5 separate regions of the Mus musculus genome follow, and all the other regions are linked to region 4. The links are chromatin contacts, called in public Hi-C, HiCAR-type and HiChIP or PLAC-seq maps. All regions are on one chromosome and are shown on one strand. Each heading gives the region's core, a stretch centred on a gene start, on an enhancer-like site or on the middle of the called end of the contact. The rest is flanking DNA. Distances are from core to core; before and after follow the strand shown. Region 1 holds the start of Cmip (c-Maf inducing protein). Region 2 holds the start of Gan (giant axonal neuropathy). Region 3 has its middle 32 kb from the start of Cmip. Region 4 holds the start of Mlycd (malonyl-CoA decarboxylase). Region 5 holds the start of Bco1 (beta-carotene oxygenase 1).

The links. A called contact is a pair of places that touch in the nucleus more often than the background predicts. HiCAR-type assays count read pairs that join an accessible place to other places. HiChIP or PLAC-seq counts read pairs in DNA pulled down with a chosen protein or histone mark.
Region 1: a HiCAR-type map of astrocytes shows a contact between it and region 4, with 6 times the contacts expected there. The contact joins the promoter of Cmip here to the promoter of Mlycd in region 4. A contact is called at or near these places in 2 of 39 promoter capture datasets (cranial neural crest and hippocampal neurons) and 6 of 115 datasets of contacts at active chromatin or transcription factors (astrocytes, embryonic forebrain, embryonic hindbrain and 3 more).
Region 2: an H3K27ac HiChIP or PLAC-seq map of large pre-B cells shows a contact between it and region 4, with 5 times the contacts expected there. The contact joins the promoter of Gan here to the promoter of Mlycd in region 4. A contact is called at or near these places in 2 of 39 promoter capture datasets (cranial neural crest and liver) and 2 of 115 datasets of contacts at active chromatin or transcription factors (embryonic forebrain and large pre-B cells).
Region 3: a contact with region 4 is called in a Hi-C map of the G1E-ER4 cell line, with 2.5 times the contacts expected there. The contact joins the enhancer-like site here to the promoter of Mlycd in region 4. A contact is called at or near these places in 2 of 39 promoter capture datasets (hippocampal neurons and liver), 2 of 484 Hi-C or Micro-C datasets (the G1E-ER4 cell line and cortical neurons) and 2 of 115 datasets of contacts at active chromatin or transcription factors (embryonic forebrain and forebrain).
Region 5: a contact with region 4 is called in an H3K4me3 HiChIP or PLAC-seq map of forebrain, with 18 times the contacts expected there. The contact joins the promoter of Bco1 here to the promoter of Mlycd in region 4. A contact is called at or near these places in 2 of 39 promoter capture datasets (hippocampal neurons and liver) and 2 of 115 datasets of contacts at active chromatin or transcription factors (astrocytes and forebrain).

What each region holds. Positions count from the first base shown.
Region 1 is chr8:117,255,540-117,258,805 of GRCm38.p6, reverse strand. Cmip (c-Maf inducing protein) reads right to left here and starts at 1,787. Exons shown (of 21, transcript NM_001163262.1): 1 at 1,405-1,787. The coding sequence starts at 1,704.
Region 2 is chr8:117,156,388-117,159,271 of GRCm38.p6, reverse strand. It overlaps Gan (giant axonal neuropathy), which reads right to left and starts at 1,291. Exons shown (of 11, transcript NM_001081151.2): 1 at 971-1,291. The coding sequence starts at 1,137.
Region 3 is chr8:117,223,508-117,226,642 of GRCm38.p6, reverse strand. No RefSeq gene overlaps it. Among named protein-coding and RNA genes, the nearest start is that of Cmip, 32 kb to the left of the region's middle. Within about 2 kb of position 1,827, at least 169 of the 459 cell types and tissues checked have an H3K27ac peak or open chromatin away from gene starts, as enhancers often do. A contact at or near this core is called in the G1E-ER4 cell line and liver, where this site is marked.
Region 4 is chr8:119,393,339-119,396,239 of GRCm38.p6, reverse strand. It overlaps Mlycd (malonyl-CoA decarboxylase), which reads right to left and starts at 1,346. Exons shown (of 5, transcript NM_019966.3): 1 at 770-1,346. The coding sequence starts at 1,294.
Region 5 is chr8:117,094,269-117,097,157 of GRCm38.p6, reverse strand. It overlaps Bco1 (beta-carotene oxygenase 1), which reads right to left and starts at 1,293. Exons shown (of 11, transcript NM_021486.3): 1 at 1,064-1,293. The coding sequence starts at 1,127.

The DNA of each region.
Region 1 (3,266 bases), core at 538-3,037, 2.1 Mb after region 4:
CACCTCCCGGCAACCCTCAATCCTCCTGGGGACAAAGTCTGCAGTTACTGCACCAACATGCCCACAGCCTAGGGGGAAAAAAAAAACCAAAAAATTGGTGGTTTTGAGTATATCAGAGCCAAAATTCAGAATAAATGTCCTCATGTACCACAAAGGGGTAGGGGAAGTGGACTCAGGCAGCAGGGTGTCTAGGCTAACTTTTCCCCACTCCCCATTCCTCGGAGCATGTGTCACAGTTTGTGACACACCACCAAGGGAACATGGATGCCGAGGCAATGTCTACACACGCTACACATTTGTGGCATGCATGTAAGCAACACCCTGTTTCCTGGCTGGGCTTTCTTGGCACAGGTGTGAGCAAGGCGGTGCACTCTGCCCCCTCCCATGATGTTTAGTAAACACCACGGAGCCTGCCACGGGGGTACGGTCCGTTCTAGACAAGAAGGGGGCCCCTACAAAGATAAGTCCCCAAGCGCCAGGCTAAGGCCCAGCCAGAGCCTGTATTTGAAACTGCCCTTGTTGGAAAACACAAAGCATCCTGTATAGGCCCTGCCCACCGCCCCCACTCCCCCTCCTCGACCCCACCACAGCTGTCTGTCCCCAGGAGGAAGAAGGCCACCATTTGCAGATTCGATTTCCGAAAGCAACTAGTAAGATCCTCCTTTCTCCATCTCATCCAGCTGACCTGGCCCTGGCCACACAGCAAAAAAAAAAAAAAAAAAAAAAAAAAAAAAAAAAACTGTAACAAAACAGGACGCAGCCACAAAACATGCTTACACACGCTCCACAGACAACGCAAGGGCAGGCTGGGCAGCCCAGCTGCTTCTACCCAGAGAACTCGACTATCCCAGGGTCTGAGCGGGTCCAGGACCTCGGCCCCCTGCCCCCCACCCTCCAACCTCCTAACGTGCGAAGGAGATTTTTAGAAAGGGCAGGCACCCGGTTTTGCCTTGCCAGGCCCGGCAGGGGAAAAAAAAAAGGGTAAAGGCAGGCTAAAGCAAACGCAGGAGTTGCTTTCTGGAAATTGTTGGCGCTGGGGGGTTACGGCTTTTATGGAGGAGAGGGTTGCGTTTTGTTTTCTCCTGTAGCTCAGATCCAGATGGGCAACGAGTTCAGAAAAGGAACAAACACCACTATCCTCAGGGCCCAGTCTAGGGTCCCAGACATCAGAAACGCAAGCGTTTAGGCAAAAGTCCCCAAGCGCTCAGCCCGGGTGGGCTAAGTGTCCAGGACACGAAAGAGGATTCCCATAGCCTGCCTTGGAGGATCAAGTCTAGAGGTTCCAGCCCAGCCCCGTGCGCAGGCCGGGACTAGGGGGCCGCGCGCTCGGAGACAAGCAGCGGGGCGCCTCGGTCCCGAGGGACCCCAGCTTGGGAAGCCCCACGGCCACGCAGGGCCACTCACCGTGGCGGATGCTAAGCTGTTGTCGGCCAGCGTTAGGTGGTGCGGCTCCCAGCGCCTCAGGAATTTGGAGGTGAGGATCTTGCTGAGAAAGGTCCGAGGGTGCCGGATGACACAGACCTGAATGTCGCCCTCCTGCAGCAGCTTGTACCTCATCCCGTTGCAAAGCAGCAGGGCCCGGCGGCAAGGCACGGCGCCCATCACCTTGGTGCCCTCGGGGCCAGACACGTCGCTCCCAAGCAGCGGCTTGGTCTCCTCGATCTGCCGGGGGTCGCCGCCGCCCGAGCTGCTCGTCACATCCATGGCCGCGCCGGGGCGGGGGCCGCGCGCGCGATCGCGGCTGGCGTGGGGCCGGGCCGGCGGGGCCCCCGCGGAGGGCCCGCACCCCCCCACCGCCGGGAAGGTGGGGGGGCGTGGGCTGGGGGCGCCCCGCGGGGACGAACGGGAGCGCGCGGGGGCAGGCGGGGGCGCGCGGGGCGCTTCCTGGGCTGCTTCCTTCTAGCTGCTGGGGCGCATGCCGGCGCGAACGGGTTGGCGACTGCGGCGAGGGCGGCGGGCGATCGCGGGGCGCAGAGAGGATCGGGTCCTCGGGGGGCGGGGGCGGCGCCGGGGACGGCGGGCGCGGGCGTGTCTCGGCCTCGCGCGGGCGCGCTGTGCGGTGCGTGTGTCCGCGTCCGTCCGCGAGTGTGTGCTGCGGGCGGGGGCCGCGCCGGCTGCCGGGGAGATTGCGGGAGGCTGGCGCGCGCGATTGGTCCCCGCGGGGTCATGTGCCCGCCCTCTGACGTCAATGGCGGCAACAGCGGCTTCGGCCTCCCCGGGGCGGGCGGAGTCCGGGATGGGCCGGGCCCCGGGCGGGGACTTGGTGGAGGCGGGCGCGGCCCGACGGGAGGGGCGGCCCCTGGGGAGGGGGCCGGGGTTGGGCAAGCGTCGACAGTCCCCGCGCCGCGCCCCGGAATGTGGGTAGTGTTCGAGGGGACGTCACGCGGGCCGCGCCCCCGAGGGTGCACAGCTGAGCACTAGCCCTGCGCCCCTAACCACCACGCCATCCTGGGCCGGGCTTGGGAAATAAAGTCAGCCCCATGACCAAGAGGATGCCGACCAGTACTTCCCCTTCCTAGTCCAAGACTGGGCCGAAAGCTGGGGTTCTGCCCGCTGCACCCCTGACACCGCCTTTCCAACACAAGCTGCTTCCCCAGGGATGGCCAGATGGGTCCACAGAACAGTTTCTTGGGGTTGAAACTATCCCGCTCCACAGAGCTATGCATGGTCGCTCACCACTACAAGCTCAGTACTCAGGGGGGGCTGAGGCAGGAGGATTGCTGTGGGCGCAAGGCCAGTTTGAGCTACATAGTAAATTTCAGGCCAGTCGAGACAGAAGGCCCTGTTTTTAAAAACAAAATAAGATAAATAAATAGGACTGGGGGTGTACCTCAGTTGTCAGGAGAGTGTTTATCTACCATGCACAAGACCCTAGATTGGTTCTCGGACACTACATCACTACCTAACCCCACAAGGTGGCATGAGCATATAATCCTAGCTCTAAGGAAGTTGGAAGCAAGCACTTGAATTCAAGGTCATCTTTGGCTGTGCGTTCGAAGCCAACTTGTAGTATATGTCTGAGAAGAGAAGAGAAGAGAAGAGAAGAGAAGAGAAGAGAAGAGAAGAGAAGGGAAGGGAAGGGAAGGGAAGGGAAGGGAAGGGAAGGGAAGGGAAGGGAAGGGAAGGGAAGGGAAGGGAAGGGAAGGGAAGGGAAGGGAAGGGAAGGGAAGGGAAGGGAAGGGAAGGGAAGGGAAGAGAAAATTTTAAGGAAATGCCCCCTCCCTCTTCTGAAATAGCCCCCACAGAAGGCCTCTTCTCTGGTCTTT
Region 2 (2,884 bases), core at 42-2,541, 2.2 Mb after region 4:
CCTAAGTCCACAAAGAGCCCAATGTTGTAAGGCCAGGCTAGGCTAAAAGCCAGAAGTTTCAAGGGCACTTGGATTGCTTCTGGAGTTCGAAGGTCTCCAAAAGCAAAGATTCAAGAACAGCATATGTGTCCGAGTTCTGCTGGGACAGAGCCCTAAGAAACGGCATACACATAATTTTCCATTTTCTGATCTGTCAATTCTAGTGACATTGCTATCATTCGTCTATATTTAACCAGCTTACTGGGCACTTTCTCTACCTTTTAGTGCCCCCCCCCACCCCCCATATTAAAAGAGCAAACCAGTTTGCCTGAAGGAAAGTTGCTAAAGAAAAGACAGGAGCCCATCTCACAAATTCTGATCCGATGCTATAAGCTTGGTCTCAACCTTTTCATTAACCTAGTAAACTGGGCTAAGGTTTGCGTCGCTTAAGTTTTACAGTGCCCTCTTGGTGGTTACAATCGCTGGGTCCTCGGTGGTAACTGTAGCCAAAGAACGACCCCGGGTCTTCTCAAATTCGCAACAGTTTTGCCTGTTTGTAACAAGGGAGTGGCAAAGTGACAGTTGGGCTTTGGGGGTGGGGGCTTCCCACCGACCTCTTACAGGGTTCTCCTTCTGCCTAAGCCGCGGGTGTTTGTTTTGGCTTCCCCGCGCAAAACCTGGCCGGCCCACTGTGCGGTGACTCGGAGGTAAAACTTCTGCGGGGCTCCGCGGGCCGGGCGGGGCCTGTCGGGGCGAAGGGGCGGCTCTTCCCGGAGCAGCCCCGCCCTGCTCGCGGGTGCGGGTCCAGGACGGCCTGTACACCGTGTTTGGGGCTTTTGCGGACCTCCAGGGACTCCGGGATCGGGGCGATCTCGGTGGAGAGGCCCATGGGCGCCCGAGGGGCGCGGCGGCAGAGCCACTGGAGCCGCAGGCGGCCAGGCCAGAGAGAGAGGGAGGGATGCGGAGGCGATGGGCGGCGGCGCCCGCTCACCTGATGTACGGGCTGGCCGCCGCCAGGATGTTCTTCTGCACCGGGATCTCCTCGCCGTCGAGGACCAGATGCGCGTCGCAGAAACGCGCCTCCTCCCGGAACGAGCTGAGCGCCCGCAGCAGGCGCGCGGCGTGCTGAGGGTCGGACACAGCGCTGCCCTCGGCCATCGCGCCTCCCGCTCCTCCGCCGCCACCTGCCCGACCCGCCCGCCCGAGTCCCGCGCACGTCCCCGCCGGCCACTCCTCGCGTCCGCTCGCCCGCCCGCCCGGACTGAGTGAAGCTCTGGAGTCAGAGCTGGAAGTTCAACAACGCGCCTGCGCCATCGGCAGCGCGTGCGGACGGCGCCTTTAAGGAGCTGTGCCGTTGCGTCATCTTTCCGCGACGCCCCCGCGCCCCGCCCTACCTCGCAGCAGCCAATCAGAAGGGCTGGGCTGCGAGCGCCGGGCGCGCCCACGGGCTGTGCTTGGTGCGGGCGGAAGGGTTTAGCGGTTCCGCGGTATCCAATTCCCAGTCTCGGCGAACCGAGTGCTCTCAGTGTGGAAGGGAGTGAGACGCAGAGTGAAGCCGAGGACTTATTATTCCTTTCGCGGGAGTTACGCCTCGCTACGTTCACGTCCATTAGTTCCGGGCAGAACGCGGAGTCCGCCAGAAGCCTTCGCTGAAGACGTCGCGAGTGAAGCGAGAGAAACAAGCAGTTTTGCAAGGCTGTGGCAAGGAAGGTGTTTTCCTCTTGCAATTGGGGACCGGGAGCAATGGAAGGGTTTTAAATACCGCGGTAGGGGTAAGGTGTTCCGAAGGTTTCTAAGATCGGGGTCTTTAAAGCAGATCGATGCCAAGATTAGATAGTGGGCTGGATAAAAGGACTCTGTGGTATATGCCCTCCCTTCCGCCCCCGCACAAGAGTACAATTGGGAAGGAGAGGGGGTCCAGTTAATTGCATGATTGCCATCCCTACCTTTTAGGAAAGATAAAGTCTGAAAGACTAGGGGGTATGAAGGCCAGATGTTCGGATGGTGGGGGCTAGACTTCCCACAGAGACAGATCAAGGCTGTGGTACTAAGCACCCCTGGGTGTGCTCACTCTGCAGGGCGAGCCTCGTCTGTGTCCCTGGAAGTTGCTGAAGGTGCTTGGGAGTGGAGGAAGTAGCTACCATTTTGTGCAAACATTAGGTGCTCGAGGCTACAGAGAATTAAGTCTTATGAGGACCAAGGATCAGAACATTGGGGCAGCATTCAAAGTAAGGCAGGATGTGGTTTTCAGTGCGTCAGCACAGCCTCCCGTAGTCCAAAGGCCCCAAGGAAAGTCTTGGTTTTCACCCTGGAAGCAGCAAGGCTTTGGCGTCACTGATAGGAATCAGAGTATAAACTATACTCAAGATAGGAGACTAGGGGAGTAAAGTCAAGGAAGTTACTAGTAGAAGATCGATACATTTCCAGTTTCCATTTCAAACACAGTATCTATACCTGCAGTGATAAAAGTATCTAGACTCTAAACCAGGAGGTGGTGACGCAAGCCTTTAATCCCAGCACCGGGGAGGCAGAGGCAGGCAGGTCTCTGTGAGTTCCTGGCCCACCGAGAGAGTTCCAGAACAGCCAGGGGCTACATAGAGAAACCCTGTCTTGAAAAACCAAAGAGACAACCCCCGCATCCAAAAAAAAAAAAAAAGTAAGCTGTGTCAAAACTAAGGTCTGGGAAAGCAGAGCTGAGTAGAGCTAACAAGGAACTGTGAGTTACTAATTAGTAAGGCCTGTAGTGGGCTGTGTTGTATACAGCCTCTGTATTTGTGCCTATTGAGAAAATATAATAATAAAATAATGCAGGCCTGTTTTCACATAGTGCTTCTGGGCTCAGTCAACACTCTTTTGTTTAAGTAGTTGATGTGTTTTGAACATTGCTCTGTAAGACGCTTTTTTT
Region 3 (3,135 bases), core at 578-3,077, 2.2 Mb after region 4:
CCTTCCAGGCGAACACTTAGTGGGCACCTTTGTCCCGTGAGAACCCCTTCTATGCTGACATGTGAATGCTGAATGAAGACAAATCCAGGCAGAGGAGTCGCAAGCCAGGGCCAGAGGGCGAGGAAGCATGATGGGCCAGGAGACTTTGAACTTGAACCTACCCAAGTCCGTCTGCCAGGAGCGTGAGTGACTAAGCTCCCCAGAATCATCACTGCCTAGAGCTTGTGGAAGCATCGCAGACCTGCCCACCCAGCTCCACCACAGAGAGGTCGTACCTCGTCCCACTGCACTGGGTCTGGACTTCTTATAACACCAGGACTCTCGGGTCTTACTGCTCTGTCTCTACTTCAGATTCAAACCTGAGGATGTTGCAAGTCATCCTCAGATGATACCAGATGATACTGACTGGCTGGACACAGCCAAGAATGTTCACTGAGGCGGAGGTGGGGAGGGAGGTGGGACATCATGATTAAGAGCACTTGCTCTTACAGAGGACCTGTGTCTATTCCTCTTGTAACCATCGATGACGTCAGTTCCAGGGGATCCACAGGTACAACTCACACGTGCAGTGCCATGCAGTGCACATATATACACTTAGGTGTGTAGTCCTCTCAGGGACCCATTATAGATGGTTGTAAGCCAGAATGTGGTTGCTGGGAATTGAACTAAAGACATTTGGAAAGAGCAACCAGTGCTCGTAACGACTGAGCCATCTCTCCAGCCAGAGGTTCATATACTTAAAATAAAATAAATAAATAAATCTGGAGGAACAACAATATGAACTAACCAGTTCCCCCAGAACTCCCAGGGACTAAACCACCAACCAAAGAGCACACATGGTGGGACTCATGGCTTCAGCTGCATATGTAGCAAAGGATGCCTAGTCAGTCATCAATGGGAGGAGAGGCCCTTGGTCCTGTGAAGGTTCTATGCCCCAGTGTAGGGGAATGCCTGGGCCAGGAAGCAGGAGTGGGTGGGTTGGTGAGCAGGGGGAGGGGATAGGGGGTTTTAGGAGGGGAAACCAGGAAAGGGGATAACATTTGATATGTAAATTGAGAAAATATCTAATAAAAAATAAAAATAAAATTAAATACATAAATCTAAAAAAAAATTTTTAAAGAACATCTACTGTGTAGTGTTGATGCAAAAAATTCAGCTTTCACTTTAAAAGGAATGAAAGACTGTTTCTGGGGGAAAAAAAATTTAAGTGACCATGCACTGCAGATTCAAGGTACCCAAGTTCCATTTTCCAGTGTAGTAACTGTTTTATGAAACTATTAATAGGAACTGGACTAGGAGAATCATAGATAAATGTGTTTTAAATACTTTGGTGGAGACACCAGGTTAAGTGGGTCCCAGCAACGCAGAGACATGTCTATAAGAGGCACCAGATATTATCTGACCACATCCTTAGCTTTGGGGTTGTCAGGAGCGAGGGGGTCTCTATGCATTCCAAACAACTTAACTAATAACCAGAAGGATGTTAGGTCACACACAGAGGAGGGCAAAAAAATGGCTACGACTGGCTAAAGATGGTCCAAGATAATCTGGCTCTGGACCTGCAACATTCCAACCTCTCCCATCACAGAAGTCCTTATCGATCAATCAATATTTATAGACGCAGTTCCCTCCCAGCAATTTTCCTTCACAGTGGTCATGGCTACCCTGAGGCAGGGTATGAGCCAATCAGATCTCCAGAAGTCGGGGACCACTTTGGGTCAGGATCGGGAAAGGTGCAGGGACTTCCAATTCTGCCTCTGCGTCAGCAACAAAGTCCCCAGGGTACTAGGGTTCTGTACTGAACTTGGCTAGGAGGGCACAGGTGACAGGCAGCTAGAGCTCTCTTCCTGCTTCCGGGTTCCAGGCTACCACTCCGAGAGCCTAGAGGCTGAATCCTCGTGGGTTTCGACGCCCTCTGCTGGCCATTTCTACCACTGCACTTGGATGCCAGAAGACTAAACCAGGAATGAGAAAGTATTTGGAAGTTTGTAGCCCTATGATAACAAAGACAAGGAAACTGGTCATGGAGAGAAGATGTGAAGGATTCACCCTAGCCCACAAAATCCCCATAATATTAAAAGTATTTTTGGGGAAAAGTACTGTTCTTGATCTGAGAATGTAGCTTAGTTGGTAGAGGGCTCACCTTGCATGCGAAAGTTTCCATCCACAGCTCTGCCTGGACTATAGTGGGCACATACACCTAGAGGCCCAACACTGAGATGGTGGGTGCAGAAGAAACATAATTTCAAGGTCAAGGCCACTACTTAGTAAGTTTGAAATCAACCTGGGCTATGTGAGACTCAGCCTCAAACCAAATAAAAACTAAGAGCTCTCAAGGGTTCTTCTTTTGATCTTGTTTACATGGACAGAATAACACCCACCCAACAGCTGTCTCTCAGTGAGAGTTACAATGTATCCCGGGGACTGGATTATCATCAAGCCCATTATTCAGATAAGAAAACTGAGGCCAGCCCCCAGCCGGAGACAAAGTCTTGTGTCCTGAGCCCACAGTTGCCATTACAGATGTCAGGGGATTTTGAAGGACAGCAGTAACCACAAGTCCTTGGAGCTTTTAGCCTGAGCACATTACACTTGGAGGCTGTTGGTCTGTCTATTTTCCTGAGTGGGCCCTCTACTGAGCCCTGACTACTCAGGCCCTGCCTAGTGCTCAGGGGCCCTGTGGAAACAGAGAAAAAGTCCTGTGTGGGCTCTGGTGCAGAGCGGCCTTCTCCACTTGCCAGGGACACCCCAGACTGGTTGTACTTAGTGTGATAGGCTCCAATAAAGGGCTGGTGCATAAGGCAGAGGGTCTGATACACCTACTCCAAGTTCCCAAAAGCCCCATGGGATGCACTTGCATAGGTGACGTCCCCCATGTTTCCTGGAATGAACCAGGTGATGCATGGGATGGAAGGAGACTGAGGGAGTCTGCCCGTGTGCTCAGGAAGGCCAGATGCAGCTCAGAAGATGGCTCCATTACTAATGTGTTTGCCTTGAAAACAGGTGGAGGGGCTGGCGAGATGGCTTAGTGGGTAAGAGCACTGATTGCTCTTCTGAAGGTCCTGAGTTCAAATTCCAGCAACTACATGGTGGATCACAACCGCCCGCAATGAGATCTGATGCACTCTTCTGGTG
Region 4 (2,901 bases), core at 97-2,596:
TCACCTCAGCGTGTCATGTCCTTCACTCTAAAGGAGATAGGTGTCAACCGAAAGGACAGAATGGAAGTAAAAATGGCCATGCCTGTTTCAAGCAGGTCAGGAAAAAAGCAGATGAGGCTTTGAACACTGGGGACTTCTGAAATGGTGATATCATTGTGTATGAACTCAGGGTCAATGCTCCTCTTTATTGAATATTAATGGCTGGCAGCTATGCTAGACAATCCTTTGGGTCTCAGCTATATACACCTCCGTTATCTGTACGCTACATGATATCGCTGGGTAAGCTGCTGACTAGCACAGGTACTAAAAAGTCAACTTAGGATCACTGCGTCTGGGGCTGGGGGTTTGGAATCAAATCTCTTGTCCAAAGTCAGATTGCAGAAAGAGGACTGGAGGCTTTAGAGACCCAGGCGGTGGTGACCTTGACTTTTGGCCATGTTTGTGCATTTCGTGTAACCTGTTAGGGTGATGGACGTTCGTGGGAGGTGCCCAAACTTTGCCCAAAGCCGTGTTCCATCCTTGTTCAAGAACAGCGCAGTTAAAACTAGAGCTATTTTGGAGTAAGCGCAATGGGTGTCACACCCGACAGTGACCCCCGAGGATAGTGCTACGAACCACGCAGTAAGCACCGTGGTATCTGAGGCCGGCGAGGTGGCTGCAGGGGCATGGGTAAGGGTCTGGGGAGTGGGGAGTGGGAAGTGGGCAGGGCCCCGGGGCGGTGGCGGGGGGCGGCGGCCCCGGGGTCGCGGTGGCCCGGGCGGGGCCTTACCCGGACGTGCGGCCCCTCCACCAGCTTGAGGGCCTGCGCCTCCAGCAGATCGGCCCGCAGCTGCACCAAGAAGCGCACGCCGCCGTCCAGCTTGCTGATGTGATGGAAGAGGCCGCGATACCGCGGCACGAGCGCGTAGCGCAACCGGTCCTCCGCCTGCAGCAGCACGGCCGCCTCGCGCGCCTGCTGGCGCAGCTGCAGCACCCCGGCGCTCTGCTCGGCCACCTGGCCGTGGTCCACGCCGAAGCCCTGAGCCAGGCGGCCGAGCAGCTCGGCGCGCTGGGACGCCTCGGCCAGGCCGCCGTAGAAGCTCACGAAGTCGGCGCACTGGCCCTCGGCGGGCGCCGGCGTCTTCTCGCGCAGCTCGTAGGCCGGCGTCGGGGGCACGGCTCGCCGCAGCAGCTCGTCCATGGCGCTGGCCGCGAGCCCGCCGCACAGCCGACGTCCCCGGGGCCCCGGAGGCCGCGGCGGGGACCGCAGTGGGAGCAGGCGCCGAGCCCTCAAGCCTGGCCCGAGGCCTCGCATGACAGCTCCGCGACAGCTGCTAGCGGGAGACGCCACTGGAGAGCGGGCCTCTGCCTCGCTTCCGGCTCCGGCTTCCGGTTTCTCGCCGGCCCCATTGGCCGAGGCCGGACGGCGGACGGAGACATTGGCCAATCGGGGGGTAGAACGGCGGGGGAGGGGCGAGGTGGCTTTCTCAGGCCGGAGGCCAAGTGCAGCCAAAGGTCCCCGGAACCCGGTAGCCCCGGGGCACCTGACTCGCCCTCTTGGCTTGCATCCTTACACCTGTTCTGAGAGTCACCGCCTCAGTCCCTTTCCCCACTACGCACGCGCTTCTCTTGATCTGAGAGCTTGACATCTCAGCTCTTCCCGGGACCGTGCTATGCACGCAGCCTCCTGTGCTAGGGTTCGGATCTAGCGTAGGTGAGGAGCTGAGAAATTTAAGGTTGCATGCTGGACTAGGTCTCCTAGGAATGGGGATGGCTCATTTGATAAAGTGATTGAGAACTTGAGTTCATATCCAGAACCCATGGGAAAACGCTTGTAGTCCTAGCTCAGGGAGGTGGACAAGAGCCAGCCAGTCCAGATAACAAGGTAAGTCTAGGTCAGCCAGAGACCCTATCTCCAAACCAACCAAACAAAAAGTATGCGGGTAGCGCCATCACTCGAGGTGTCTTCTGGCTTCCAGAACCACACATGTACATACGTGCACCCCCACACGTGTGTACAAGGAAATGTATATGCACATGTACACACCAAGCATGTAATTCTCAGAGTAATTCTCTGACTTGACATTTTGACCCTGTCCCGACCCGCGGACAGTAGAACAGGGTCTCTCCCAACAGACCCTCCCTAGGTACTCTCTGGCTCATGTCAAGAATCCCACCCAGACAGAACTGCTGGAGACCCAGCCCATGCCTCCTGCTGCATCCTAGAGCTTCCGTCTGGTCATGCCGGAAATGGGTATAGGAAGAATCTCTTCCCTACCAGCTTCCTTGCTGGGCCTCATTCATTCATTCATTCATTCATTCTTTCAGTGAAATGATTTTCAATTGTTTGGTGAGTTCCAGGCCCACCCTAGGCTTGCATTTGAAATAGCCCTGCTCATTCTCCTTCAGTTTACCATCTGAGGGAGGGAGTCACATTAAAATAACTGCAAAAAGGAATCAGACTGGTAGAGTAGGCTCTGTATGGATTCAGCTTGATATGATGACAGTCATCTTGGATCCAGACTGTTGTGACTGTCCTAGAGAAACCACAGTTCATTTTTTGGTGCATGGTTTCTCTTCAAACTATCGATAGACCAAATCCCAAGAATGACGTCTGGGACCTTACAACCGGATCCAGGCTCCAACCTGTACCTGGCTCTTTGATAAGAACTTAAGATGGACCACGTGCCTTCCAGCTAGGGGGAAAGTCACTTTATCCTAACTCGAGTCTGTGACTCTCTTTCTGACCCATGTGGTAGGATCCAGTTTGGCTTTGCTGTCTACCAAGACTATACATTTGAGTAAGTTCTCCAATAAACTGTACCCTTCCATTCTTCATCTGCCTCTGTCTTTAGTACCACAGCACCTCAGGCCTGCCCGTGGATGCTGGGACCTGCCCTTTTGGAAGAGTTTGCCATAGTG
Region 5 (2,889 bases), core at 44-2,543, 2.3 Mb after region 4:
GGAGAACGTTTGCTTCACCACATGAGAGAATATTCTAGAGGCTGGGGAGATGGTTCGGTGGATAAAGTGCTTACCACACAAGCAGGAGGTCCTGAGCTGGCCTTCCAAACCCATGTGACAAAAGGTCAGCCATGAGAGATAACATGGGCTTGTTATCCCAGTGCTGGGGAGGCAGAGGCAGGAGGATTCCTGGGACTTGTTAGTCAGTCTAACTGGTAAGTTCCAGGTTGGTGAGAGGTCTTGCTTCAAGTAATGAGGTGAATGTGGACTTGAGGGTGGCACCTGAGCCTTAGCGTGTTTGAGTTTGAAGGATCACTTTCAGGAGCGCTCTCCATCAACTATCTATGAAGAGAGAGCCACGGGGAGCAAGCTGGTAAGCACCCCCCATGGCCTCTGCATCAGCCCCTGCTTCCAGGTTCCTGCCCTGAGTTCCTGTCCTGACTTCTTAGATGATGAACAGGGATGCAGAGAGTGGAAGCCAAGCCCTTTCCTCCCCCAAGTTGCTTTGTTCAGGGTGTTTTGTCACAGCGATGGTAACCCTGACTGAGAGACATCTATCTTGTCTTACGAAAACTTAAAGAGAGAGGGTTTGGAAAGATGGTGCAGTGCCTAAGAGCACACACTGCTTCCAGTTCCTGAGGGCCTGAGTTCAGTTCCCACTACCCACTGTAATCATAAGTGCCTGAAAGAGGCTTGCAGCCAAGCCTGACAACCTGGGTTCCATCCCTGGGACCGACATGATGGCGAGAAGCAGCTCCTACAAGTTGTCCTCTGGTCTCCCCCACTTGCACCGTGGCTATCGGAGCATTCCCAACACTCCTCTGGAGACAGTGAGAAAGGATTGCTCTCCCCGTGGACACCGAGTTACCGTGTAGAAACATACCCTATTGGTTACAGAGACTGTTTCTGGATACTGGCTCATCCTGTTGCCATATATGGGTTTCCAGGCTTCCAAAAGCAACTTCTAACATGGGGCAGGGGAGGTGGAGGTGGGAGTGGGGGTGAGGGATAAAGGGAGGGGGAGGGGGTGAGGAAAATGCCCATCTAAATACAGAAGTCTCACCTGTCACTTTGGCCTGAACTGGCTCCAGCTGTTCTTTCTTATTCTGGCCAAATATTATCTCCATGGAACCGGTGAGCGGCAGCAAGGGGGTTGTTACTGGAATAGACAAAGCCGTGTGTGCTCAAAGCCTCCTGTCTTCCTGCTCTTTGCTCCTTGACATCATCCTTGGTCCCTGTACACTCCGTCTCTTCCTCTGTGTCCCTTCCCCAAGCTGACCGGTGCTTCTGCCTGCTGCCGGAAGCTGCTGGGTAATTTATACAGTGTGTGTGTGTTAGGTCAAAGGTCAGTTCCCAAGCCATGTGTTACTGCTAATCTTTAATCCCATTAGTGTTTTTCCAACTCCTCCGCTCTGATTTCACTTTTAGCTTAGCCAAGGAAGGCTCCGCTCTGAGTCGGAAGAGATGATTTGGCGCGTTCTGCTGAGTTTGCCCGAGCTAGCCCATCCTGAGAACTGGATGCATTTATGGTTAGAGCAGAGAGAACAGCATTTGGGATCAGCAAAGGCTCTTCAAGCGAGGGGACCATCAAAGACATTGACCGCACTATTGCAAGTTGTGGGCTGGTGACATCTTTGCCTTCTGCAAACAGAGAGAGAAGGCTTTGATTTTAACCTGGGGCTTGGTTCGTTCCCACTCTTAAAAAAAATCCTATCAACGGACACTTGATTGGTTTTCTTTTTGGAAGGAGGGCTCAAAGATGTGTCATGTGCCCATTTAAAAAGCAAAGATGGGGAAGACAAAGACTTGGCTTTTTCGGGAACCAAAGAACAATTAAAACACAAAACAACGTCAGGGCCTGTGCACAAGCGAGGCTTTGAATTCTGCCCAGAGCACCCGAATGAATTCCAGAGCTGGGAGGCAGAGACAGGAGGATCCCTGAGGCCTTCTGCATAGCCAGTCCATCGGGAACCCTTCAGTTCAACTCAGACTGATAAGAGGGAGGACCCAAAGACTAAAATCCACACTGCATTTTTGAGAGCATAGGGTGGGAATTGGGGGATTCTCGGTTCCTGCTGCTCGAAGTGACGCCCTCAGCCAGGAGAGCAGCAGAAGGCTTCCACACTCCACCACATATACAGGAATCAAAACACCACAGGACACCTCGTGAATATGTATGATCTCCCTGTCTTATGTAATTAAAGAAATTATAAAACTAAAGATGCTTTGGGATTGGAGACAGGGATCAGTCAGTAGAGTATTCTACTTGCCAAAGAAAGACCCTGAGATCAACTCTCAGGACTCAGGGTTAAAAAAAAGGGTGGGGGAGCCAAGCCAAGCCTGGTGCTGGTACTGCCTGCTGTCTGCTGTCTGCTGTCTGCTGTCTGCTGCCTGCTGCCTGCTGCCTGCTGCCTGCTGCCTGCTGCCTGCTGCCTGCTGCCTGCTGCATGTATACAATCCCAGTACTCAGGAGGTTGAGGCAGGCAGCTCCTTAGCTGATGGCCAACCAGCTTAGCCCCTTGGTGAGTTCAAAAATAAATAGATAAGATGGATGGTACCAGAAAAGGCAACTGCCAAAGTTGTCCTCTGGCCTATAGACAAGCTCACACACACACACACACACACACACACACACACACACACACACACACACACACACACGAGAGAGAGAGAGAGAGAGAGAGAGAGAGAGAGACAGACAGACAGACAGACAGACAGACAGAGTTTGAGGAGAGAGGGAGAGAGCCACAGGGCTTGCCTTCACATAGCCCAACTGTGGAGGTAGGAGGGTGAGAGCTGAGCAGAGAGTCGTTCAGGGTTTTAGAACGTTCTAGAACAGGCTGTGCTTCCTCCCCTGGCTGCATGTTGTCATCACCTGGTGAGAGTTTG